2 separate regions of the Pan troglodytes genome follow, and region 1 is linked to region 2. The links are chromatin contacts, called in public Hi-C maps. All regions are on one chromosome and are shown on one strand. The core of a region is the stretch at or near the end of the contact, and the rest is flanking DNA. Distances in the headings are between cores, read along the strand shown.

Region 1 (4,919 bases), core at 2,040-4,539, 970 kb after region 2:
TAGCCACTTTTCTGTTGACACAAACCATCGAGAGAGATTAGGGGAAAGATCCTTGCTATAAGTGATTTGATATTTCCTAACAGAGCAAAGTTTCCTCTTTGTCCACTGACCCTTTCAATAGTTCTTCGGGTTCTATTCTTAGAATTCTCGTTTCCTGTCCTGAGAGAAAACTGCACAGAATTTCAATAAATATGACCCAAATGATGTGGAAACTTTCTATAAGGATGCAATGAGGTATTCATTCATTAATGCCATCAACAAATATTTACTGAGCACCAACTACCAGACAGTGATGGCAGACATAATTTGGGGCGTTTGGAGTGCAACTGTGAACACAACCAGGTCCCTGTTCTCATGGAACTTGCTAACATTCTGGCTAAAATAGAGAACATGGAACTTCCTACAGAGGCACTGTGGGTGATTTCACAAACCATTGAAAAGCTCTAGTGGGAGCAAGCAACTAACCAACCTTAGAATAAAACATGGTTGTTGCTGGTGTTCTTAGAAACTTCGCTGTCCTCGTGTGCAAATTGTATCACTAAAGTCTTCTCACTTTTGATTCTTGGGAAGGTTTCAGGGCAGGGCTGTCTAATGGAAATATGTAAGCCTCATAATTTAAAATCTTCTAGGAACAAAGTTAAAAAAGTAAAAAGAGGCTGGGCACGGTGGCTCACGCCTGTAATCCAAGCACTTTGGGAGGCCGAGGCGGACAGATCACCTGAGGTCAGGAGTTCAAGACCAGCCTGACCAACATGGAGAAACCCCGTCTCTACTAAAAATACAAAAAATTAGCTGGGTGTGGTGGCGCATGCCTGTAATCCTAGCTACTCGCGAGGCTGAGGCAGGAGAATCACTTGAACCCAGGAGGCGGAGGTTGCGGTGAGCCGAGATCGTGCCATTGCACTCCAGCCTGGGCAACAAGAGCGAAACTCTGTCTCAAAAAAAAAAAAAAAAAAAGTGTATGCCTGCAGTCCCAACACCACTGGAGGCTCAGGCAGGAGGATAGCTTGAGCTTCAGAGTTTGAGGCCGGCCTAGGCAACACAAGAAGACCCCCATCAATACAATAAATAAATAGAAACAGACAAAATTAATTTTACTAATATTTTTAACTGAGTTATTCAAAATATCACAATTTTGACATAATTATAAATTATTGAGCTGCAGTTTTTTCACATTAATTTTTTCAAAATGCCACATATATGTGTACTTACAGCACATCTCATTTTAAATTGGACACATTTCAAGTGCTTAACAGTCACATGTGGCTAGGTATGGAACAGCAGAGGTTCAGAAAACTGTCAAAAGGAGTTCTCTGTCCTCTTATTTTGGGGATGGAGGCGAAAATATTTGCCGAATTGAAACATTCTGTGAACTTTGGCTCTGGGTTTTTAGTATGAAATTAGAGGCAGGTGAAGACCACCATAGCCTTCCTTTGCACCAGCTCACTACAGTGGCCAGAACGGAAGGAGGTTCACAGAACGTGCTAGGTTGGACATTAAGTCACCGAGTCATCCACTGAGGAAAGGGATATCATTAAGAAGAATAGTTTTCCACTAACGCCGAACCGGCGGCACCATCTCAGCCAACAGGTCAAGTTACAGTAGGCAAGCACGCATAGAAATAAACGTCTAAAACCCAGCCTGTTACATTAGCCAACACTCTTCTCGACTTTTTCCGAATTTTTTCCCTGTCCCCAAGATTAGACGCTCGCTAGGAAAGACTGCGAGCCTCAGCAGCCTCCCCTTGAACTGGGGCGCTGCCTCCAGCTGGACACGGACTAAGGATGGAAAGGCGCACTGACGGGGGCCGCCCCCATTTCCCAGGCCCCTCCCTAGGGGTGACCCTCCTCAGCCATGGCTGCCCCTTTCTCTCCTCCTCCAGCATCTGCCCCTGGGGCCACCCCCACCTTTCCGCCATCTCTCGGGCCCGCGTGGCACCCTGCTCTGTTTTTAACGGGGATAAACTTGACTCGCTTCTCCAAAGAGCGGGAAAAAGAGGCGCAGTCTTGGTACTGATCTGGGGGAGGGAACGTCCCAGGGCGCGCAGGGGCGTTTTCTACCCGTGCCCCGTCGGCCTGCTCTGTTCAGTACCGACCGTGTGCGGGGTTCACGTGGCCCAGTCGGCAAAGTTTCTTTGGAGGTCCAGCGTCTCTGATTCCCGGATCTTCAGCCCCACCCGGAGCCCCCACGGTTACTGCCCCCCGCGACCCCCGATGGAGCGTCGGGATGCGCTTTCTCTCCGAGTGCCTCCGGGGGTGGAGGGAGGGAGGCCTGTTTCGGAACTAAATGGCAATCACAGCCCCCGCGGGGCTTGGAGGGACGAGCTCCACGCCCACCCCGCGGCCCCGGCCCCAGCCAGCATCTCGCGACTCCATTTCTGGCTCTAAACAAGAACGGGGACCGAGTCCGCGTTCACACGGAAAATTATGCCGGCTCCAGCGGCGCGTAAAATTGATGTGAACCGAACGAAGTAAGATCAGCGTGATCCTCCCCCTCTTGTCTCAACAGGGGTTTCGGCGCGTCACACAAGGCCGAGCTTGTCTCTTTAAGGAGACATTGGACCCTAATTAGTCCGCATTCCTGGCGCGGCTGCGGAGCGAGGGGCCGAAGGTGTCTGGGTTGGGAGACGGGTGGGCGGGAGGACGAGACTCGGAAGAAGATCTTTTGACCAGCCCTCAGGCTCACCGCTCCCTCCACCCTCTTTATTTTGCCGCCACCACCACCACCACCACCACCACCAACACCTAATTCTGAAGATGCAGCCAGGGCAGCAGCAACAGCAGCAGCCGCCGATTCTCCCAGCCCCACGTTACTTTGATTGACAGCTGAACAAATGTTTTCCCGGTTCGAACGCTCGCGCTAAGGAACGTCAGCCAAGGCGAAGCTCCGCCTTGGGCGGGCCATCTCCGCCCCGCCTCCGCCAACCTCATTCCTCTTCGTTAATTGGTCGGAGCTACAGGCGACGCCCGGCCCCCACGTGGGTTTCAGCTGGGTTGGCTCCTCCCCGCTGGCTTGCCATTTGTCAGCAGTGAAATGATGGGCACTAACACAGAACGGCGATTAATGTTCAGCCACCTCTGATTGGTTGCTGGAGACGCCTACCGCAACGGGGGTGGGCGGGCCGCTTGGAGAGCTCGCCAGAGCGCTCGCATGGCGGGCCGGTGATTGTAGTCAATCTGGCCGTATTCTCAGGCAGGGTCGCCCGGAGCGGACTACATCTCCCGGGATGCTGCGCGGCCGCCCCGCGGAAGATTGTGAATATGTATCAGAATGTTAATGATTAGCTGCTGCTAAATTTGGTCAAAGAAGTCACCTACACAGAGCGTGTTGTTAGAGCTGTGCTGAGCGGGTGTTTGGGTTGTTGGCTGCTTTCTTCCCCCTTTCTCACACACTTGTATATTATTTTGAGGTGGTGTTCGCAGAGTTTGAAAGGAGAGAGAATTAAAAAAAAAAGCCGCAAGCGTTTCACTCTTTTATTTTTATAATCCCCTTCAATTTGGGGTTAAAAAAAAGACAAGAAAACAGGAAGGAAGAAAAATAAGGAAATGAGATGTGGTAAAAGAAGCTAAAAGGTGCCTTTTAAAAGATCGTTGCTGTGAAGTGAAAAAAATCTCCAGAGAAACCAAAAAGCACCGCCGAGACCTCTTCCGAACCAAAGGAGTTTGTGTTTGCTTTTAGGGAAGAAGAAAGATCATTCATTCGGAGGAATAACAACCAATTAAAAGACAAATAAAAAAAGTTTGGAGTGGGACGCAGAGCGAGCGAGAGGAGCTGCCGGCGGGCGGTGGGGCGCGGAGCCCGCACTTTCCCGGCCGGGTGAGCGGCGGCCGCGGCGCCGGGCTCGGCGGGTGCGCCTCGGCGGAGCGAACGTCGGAGCGTTGCCTTGGGAGACGCGCGCCGGACAATGCCCGCGGCGGGCCAGTGACGCCCGCGGGGAATGCGGAGCGGCCCGGCAGCCGGCACCCAGCCGCCGCCGCGCGTTCCTGCCGCCCGTGTCACGCGAGACCCGGCGGGGGCCGGGACCGCCCGAGCCGCCCCTCAGACCGAGCCGGCCGCCTCCGCTGCCGCGGCCGCCTCCTCTTCGGGGTCATTAAAGCCAATGAGCCGCGCGCCTCTGCCGAGCGCAGCCAACTAAATCGGCTTGGATGATTCGCGACCTGAGCAAGATGTACCCGCAGACCAGACACCCGGTGAGTGCGGGCGGCGGGGCGCGGGCTCGCCGGGTGCTGGGGGATTCCCCGCGTCGCCCCCTGCGCACCGAGTTGTGTCTTTTGGCCGGAGGGGCGTGGAGAGCCGCCCGAAATCGGCGCCCCGCGCCGGGAGCAGCCCGCCCGCCATCACCCCCACCCCCCGGCGCGGTGGCCCTCGGAGGGGGTGCGGAGAGGCAATTGAGTTGTAGCCATTTTCTTATTGTTGTCTTTGAAGCCCCTGGAAGCCGCGCCGAGCCGTTTGCGGTCCCCGCGCCGCGACTCCTCGAGGGGGGGTGGCGAGCGATGAAGGAGGCGCGACTCCGCGCCCGGGCGGGGAGGGCGCCCTCGGCAGCAGCGCTGCTGGGCTGGCTGCGGTTTGGAAGTGCGGGGCGCCGGCCCCTCGCGCCGCGGGCCCCCGGGGCGAGCGGGCGAACGAACGAGCCGAGAGGGTGGCGGCCGCCTCCCTCCCCCGGCCTGACCGCAGCCCGACGCCATGGCGCGGGTCCCCCCGACGGGCCAGTTTCGATTCCGGGTGAGGAGGGAGTGGGCGCGGCGCGCGGGTCCCTGGGTGCCTGTCTTTGGCCGGGGAGGGGAGACGGGACTCGAACCCTCGGGGTCCGGGGCGCGGGGGCCTGCGGGCGGGAGTATGCGGGGCCCCAGGACCACCTCGAAACCAGCCTCTGCCTGGGCTGTTGGGCGCGAGGAGGGTTGCGGGAGGAGAGTTTTAAT
Region 2 (5,195 bases), core at 1,822-4,321:
AGAAAGAGCGCTGATTAAACGTGCCTACATGGATACATTTACATTAATGCATGATGATTAATTATAAGTTAATATGCTCATTCACAAAAATATTTTAAGGTGGCATAATGATAAGGCTGCATTGATAACCTTGCACAGCCCCTTATTAACTTTATCAAAAGCCAGATATGAGGTGACGTTAACACATTTTGGAGTGGCATGCCAGCAAGCCAACTGGCTTTCCGTGAGTGTCATACTCACTTTGGACCACAAGATGCCGCTCAATAATCCGTTATGATTTAGGTCTTTTGTTACAAGCCAAATGACATTTCCATTTATTTTACATGCTCTCCAATTACATATTAAAACTTATAGTGGGTGGGTTGTGGGGAGGAGACCCTGACTCTGAAGGCACTTTTTAACTTGGATGTGGGAAATCTATGAATAATTTATTTAAGGTATACAGATGCAGGCTGAGAATTCAGACAACATAGAATTGTGGCATCCTCAGCTTCTGTGCGTGTGTGTACTTGTCTACTCCTGCCCTGCCATCTACCCAGCCCTTTTTGTATAGTCACCAGCACCATCTGCCCCCGAATGAAATAATTTCCTGCTGGTTCTCGCTAGCAACTCACAAAACAACCTATTTTTGTAACTATTCAAAATGTCAAAGGATTACCTTAAAACAAAAACACATAATCAGCTTTCTGTTTTTCAGGCAGCAATTAAGTAGTCACAACATGGCAGTCCATAGATGAAAGCTCCAGAAATAATTGTTTCCAAAGGTAATCACTGGAAGAAGATAATTTTATTTCCCAAGTCCTTGTCTTAGGCTTAAAAAACAATTCAGCATGAAGATTCAGATGGCTTTGGTCTTTAACTTTCCCATCAAATTTGCCCTACATTTAAATTTATATGTTTTAAGTTTTTTGAGATAAGATGGAATTAAGTCTTCCCCACAAATACTTTTTTATGACCAGTGTCTAAACACGAGCCAAGGTGGTCCATTTAAGAGATGGAGACTGATGATCAGAACAAACAAACATATGAGAGACTCTGTATGATGGTGAGAGGAGAGAGAGTAAGCAGCAGAAACGGGAGGCGAATGACCAAGACGTGGAAAGAAAGAGATGCTCTAGGAAAAGCCCCACCTAGTGCATTGTCTCAATCCATTCTTAGGACGGGATCAACTTGGTGGTGTGAGCATTTAGTTTAGACAATAAAAAATGGACTCTCAAAAAACTGAAAATAGAATTACCATATGATCCAGCATTCCCACTGCTGGTCATATATCCAAAAGAAAGAAAATCCTTGTATCTAAGAGATATCTGCACTCCCATGCTTATGACAGCACTATACACAATAGCCAAAATTTGGAAGCAACCTAAGTGTCCATCAATGGATAAATGGATAAAGATAATGTGGTACATATACATAATGGAATATTATTCAGCTATAAACAAGAGTGAAATCCTGTCATTTGCAGCAACACAGATGGTCCTTATGTTAAGGACAATAAACCAGGCACAGCAAAACAAATACTGCATGTTCTCACTCATATGAGGGAGCTAGAAAGTGGATCTCATGACAATTGAGAGTAGAATGATGGTTATCAGGGGCTGGGAAGAAGGCAGTGTGGAGAAGGGTATGAAGACAGGTTGGTTGATGGGCAAGTATAAACATACAGTTAGAAGAAATAAGTTCTAGTATTCAAAAGTATGGCAGGGAAATTATTGTTAACAACAATTTATTGTATATTTCAAAATAGATAGAAAAGTTACAATGTTCCCAACAGAAAGAATAATGTTTGAGGTGATGGATATTCCAATTACCCTGATTTGATCATTGTACATTGTATACAGGTATCAAAATCATATGTACCCCCAAAATATATGTAACTATTAAATATCCATAAAAAATGAATGGAGAGGCTTGTCCTCTGAGCCAGCTTTCTCATTTTTCGTCAGTCCTGGCTCTCTATATCACTGAGAGACACATCACATTTCTTTCTTCATTCTCATTCATTTGTTCATTCTTGTGAATTCAACATATGTTCATGAATAGTTCAACAACTATTTATCTTGTACTAACCCTCCACCAGGTACTGGATTAGCGACTGTGGATATGAAGATGAAAAACATTCGATTGTCAGAACTACAAGGAGAATATCACTGGAACTATTATGCAGAAAATCTCATTTTTTTCTTAAAAATATCCTAATATATAGTGGAAATGTTAAATTTTGCTGTATTTAATGTAAAAGTGAAAAAACATAGCTTCTTTAGACCAGTGATTCTCAAGCCTTCAAATGCACAGCCATCATCCAGGGATTTGGTTAGAACACAGATTGTGAGTCAGAATGTCTAAGGCTAGGCTTGAAATTGTGCATTTATAACGAGCTCTTGGGTGATGCTGATTCAGGGGACCACACTTTACGTAACAGGCTTTAGCCTGTGGGGTGATTAGTTATCCAGAAAGAGAGAAGTTTCTCACAGGAAAATGATCCACTTCTAGGTCAGAGGGAGGAGAAAACAGGTGTTAAGACAAACCTCTATAAAAGTAAGACAGGGGTAAGACAGAGAGGATCTGTTTCTGATGAATCACTCTCTGCCACCTGACTCTGTCTGCGTTTTCAGGATCAGACATATCGTACCGTACACCAGGATACAGGTTTTCTCCTAAGAGGGACACTGATCATTTCCTGCATCACTATTTTGAAACATCAGAACCGAAATGGTTTTTATGTTCCTAAAAGAAGAAGAAGAAGAAAAAGGCACCACTTTTGAAGGGAAAAAATAGTTTTCCGATAACCCCCATTAACTACAGGGGTCATTGTGGCAAAATGAATGGGATTAGAAATCTGCTAAAAGCTGCAGTATATGGTACGCGGTGACTGACAAGCCTTTCGCTGAGTAGTTACAAATGGGACTAATGGTTTAAACTTGTTAGTCATTGTCAGAGCCTCTGATCCTTGAGTCAGCCATGGAAGCTATGGCAGAAATCGATAAGGCACCACTTTCCGCAGTGAACTGCTAGACCATATAGATTGCCTGGAGGGAAATACTGAGTTCCCTCCCAGGCTGCCAGATGAAAGCAGGCAGCTAAATCTCCAGGAAGATTGACCACACTGCTCGGGGCAATTAGGCCTTTCACCACTTTGAACGATGATTATAAACGGGGGAGAGGGTTGGGAGAGTGAAGGGGAGACAGCTCTGCATGACAAACTGAAAGCTGGAAGCCATTTTGGGGAGCCTTGTCAGTTTCATGGTCACTGAGGGCATTTTTTTCCCTTTCCGTTGTTCAGATTGTTATACAGTGAATGTGCTGGGGCTGCTACTTTTCCTTCCTTTCTTCTTTCCCTTTATTTTTCTTTAGAAGCTGGAGAAGGGAAGACAGGCAGCCAGAGCAGCACTTGGTTGATGATAAACTGTAAACTGCAGCTGAACTCCATTAATCCGTTCAATCCCTAAAGCCTGGGGCCTGAGTGCGTGTCGGAGGAGGGCTTCCTGTTGGGTACATTTCAAAACAATCACATCCCATTGTTCAGTGCCTTTTTGGGTAGAGTCCTGCGAGGATGCCAAAATCATCAGCGAAAGAAAGTACATGTTCCCGCAACAATTACAGACAAGCTGCAGATTATCAGCAGGCTGCAAGGGGCAAGGTGCTGGGGCCCATTTGGCAGAGGGCTCTGCTTGGAGAGGAGCCTCATATCTGATGCACACAAGGCTGCACCCAGCATTATTATTAAGAGCGTCCAAATGCTCCGTGGCTGCCTAGGCTGCGGGAAGCCCAGATGTGCAAGAGAAAGGAACTGCAGGAGATGTGCAAAGCTTTGCCTTGGTTCTGGGCAGAAAGGCAGGGCAGCTTAGCCTCATGGCAAAGAGTTTCTGGCCTCTTTCTGCTTCATCAACTTTGTATTTCTGCTCAAATTTCAACTGGCGATGCATCTCCATTCCCTTGTTTCTGTTGTTGAGTTCCATTCCCTTTCTAACATTAGCTTCATGATTGATTTGTTTAATTTTTTTCTTTTCTTATCAGGCCCTGGCTCCTAGTCCACTGTTGACTTTAAGTTGTACTGTAAACCACGTTCCGCTAAGTATTGTTTAACTGTCAAGTGGATGGGGAGGCAAGATGTTGTGGGAGTAATCCCAAAGTGCTGCTCTGTGGCAGGGCTGTCAGTCAGAGGTTCTTGGACCATTTCACCACCCTGGTGACTGCAGTCCTTGGTGGAGACTGTGGAAAAGTCTGTTTTTTTGAGGATTGCTTGGTGCCTGGTGCCTGGCATTTTAAAGATGTGTATACCAAGAATTGAAATGCTGAAGTTCATTAGGAAACAAGAAGGTACTTGGAGGGAGTGAGTGCTGCCTGTCCTTGATGGTGCTCATCTCTTCCATGGCAGGGGGTGGGGGGCGATTCAGGGGGATTGTTTGTTGCCATTTTTTGTTGCATGGGAAGAGGAGCTGGGGCCCAAAGAGGCAACTAATGGGCATTTTTTGCTCATCTTCAATTCACTAAGCATCCATGAAACATCGCCTGCTGTCAAAAGACCTTAGCCCAGGTGGCTCCCAGTCAGATGGGAAGCTTCATATTACCTATTTACGATCCCACGAGGATGGATTGACCCCTTATGGCCCACGGAATGTACAACATCAAGAGTGAACCCTAATGTAAACTATGAACTTTGGGGGATAATGATGTGTCAATGTGGGTTCGTCAGTTGTAACAAACATACCATACTGGTGGGAAATATTTTTAATAAAGGAGGCTGTTATGTGTGTGAGGGGAGAGGGTACATGGGAACTCTCTGTACGTACTTTCCTCTCAGTTTTGCTGTGAACCTAAAACTACTTTAAAAAATAAAGTCCATTAAAAAACAAAACAAAACAAAACAAAAAAACTGAAGAGGGAATTATAACCACTGTCCAAATATTAATCACAATAAGTGAAATAAAATGAAGCAATTTATTTGATTTAGAAGATTCTTTTATAAAGTAAGTGAATTTGACCTTCCTCAGCCTTCTTTATGGCATGAAATGAGAATTCTTTCTGCAAATCAAGTACATTTAAAAGGAAATATTAACTCTTTTAGGCAGCCAAGGAATTACCTTAAAATACTTAATAATTAGAAAACTGTTAAATCACAGAATAATTTATTGAATTTGGGAAAACTTTTTCAGTCCTAGAAAGATAGTTGCTTTAATGATATTCTTTTTAGT

The links. A called contact is a pair of places that touch in the nucleus more often than the background predicts.
Region 1: a Hi-C map of stem cell-derived neural progenitor cells shows a contact between it and region 2, with 4 times the contacts expected there. The contact joins the promoter of TLE4 here to the enhancer-like site in region 2. A contact is called at or near these places in 1 of 7 Hi-C or Micro-C datasets (stem cell-derived neural progenitor cells) and 1 of 1 datasets of contacts at active chromatin or transcription factors (stem cell-derived excitatory neurons).

Annotation. Positions count from the first base shown.
Region 1 is chr11:70,064,739-70,069,657 of NHGRI_mPanTro3-v2.0_pri, forward strand. TLE4 (TLE family member 4, transcriptional corepressor) reads left to right here and starts at 3,290. Exons shown (of 19, transcript XM_063787791.1): 1 at 3,290-4,190. The coding sequence starts at 4,146.
Region 2 is chr11:69,095,285-69,100,479 of NHGRI_mPanTro3-v2.0_pri, forward strand. No RefSeq gene overlaps it. Among named protein-coding and RNA genes, the nearest start is that of PSAT1, 320 kb to the left of the region's middle. Within about 2 kb of position 3,072, at least 2 of the 24 cell types and tissues checked have an H3K27ac peak or open chromatin away from gene starts, as enhancers often do. A contact at or near this core is called in stem cell-derived neural progenitor cells, where this site is marked.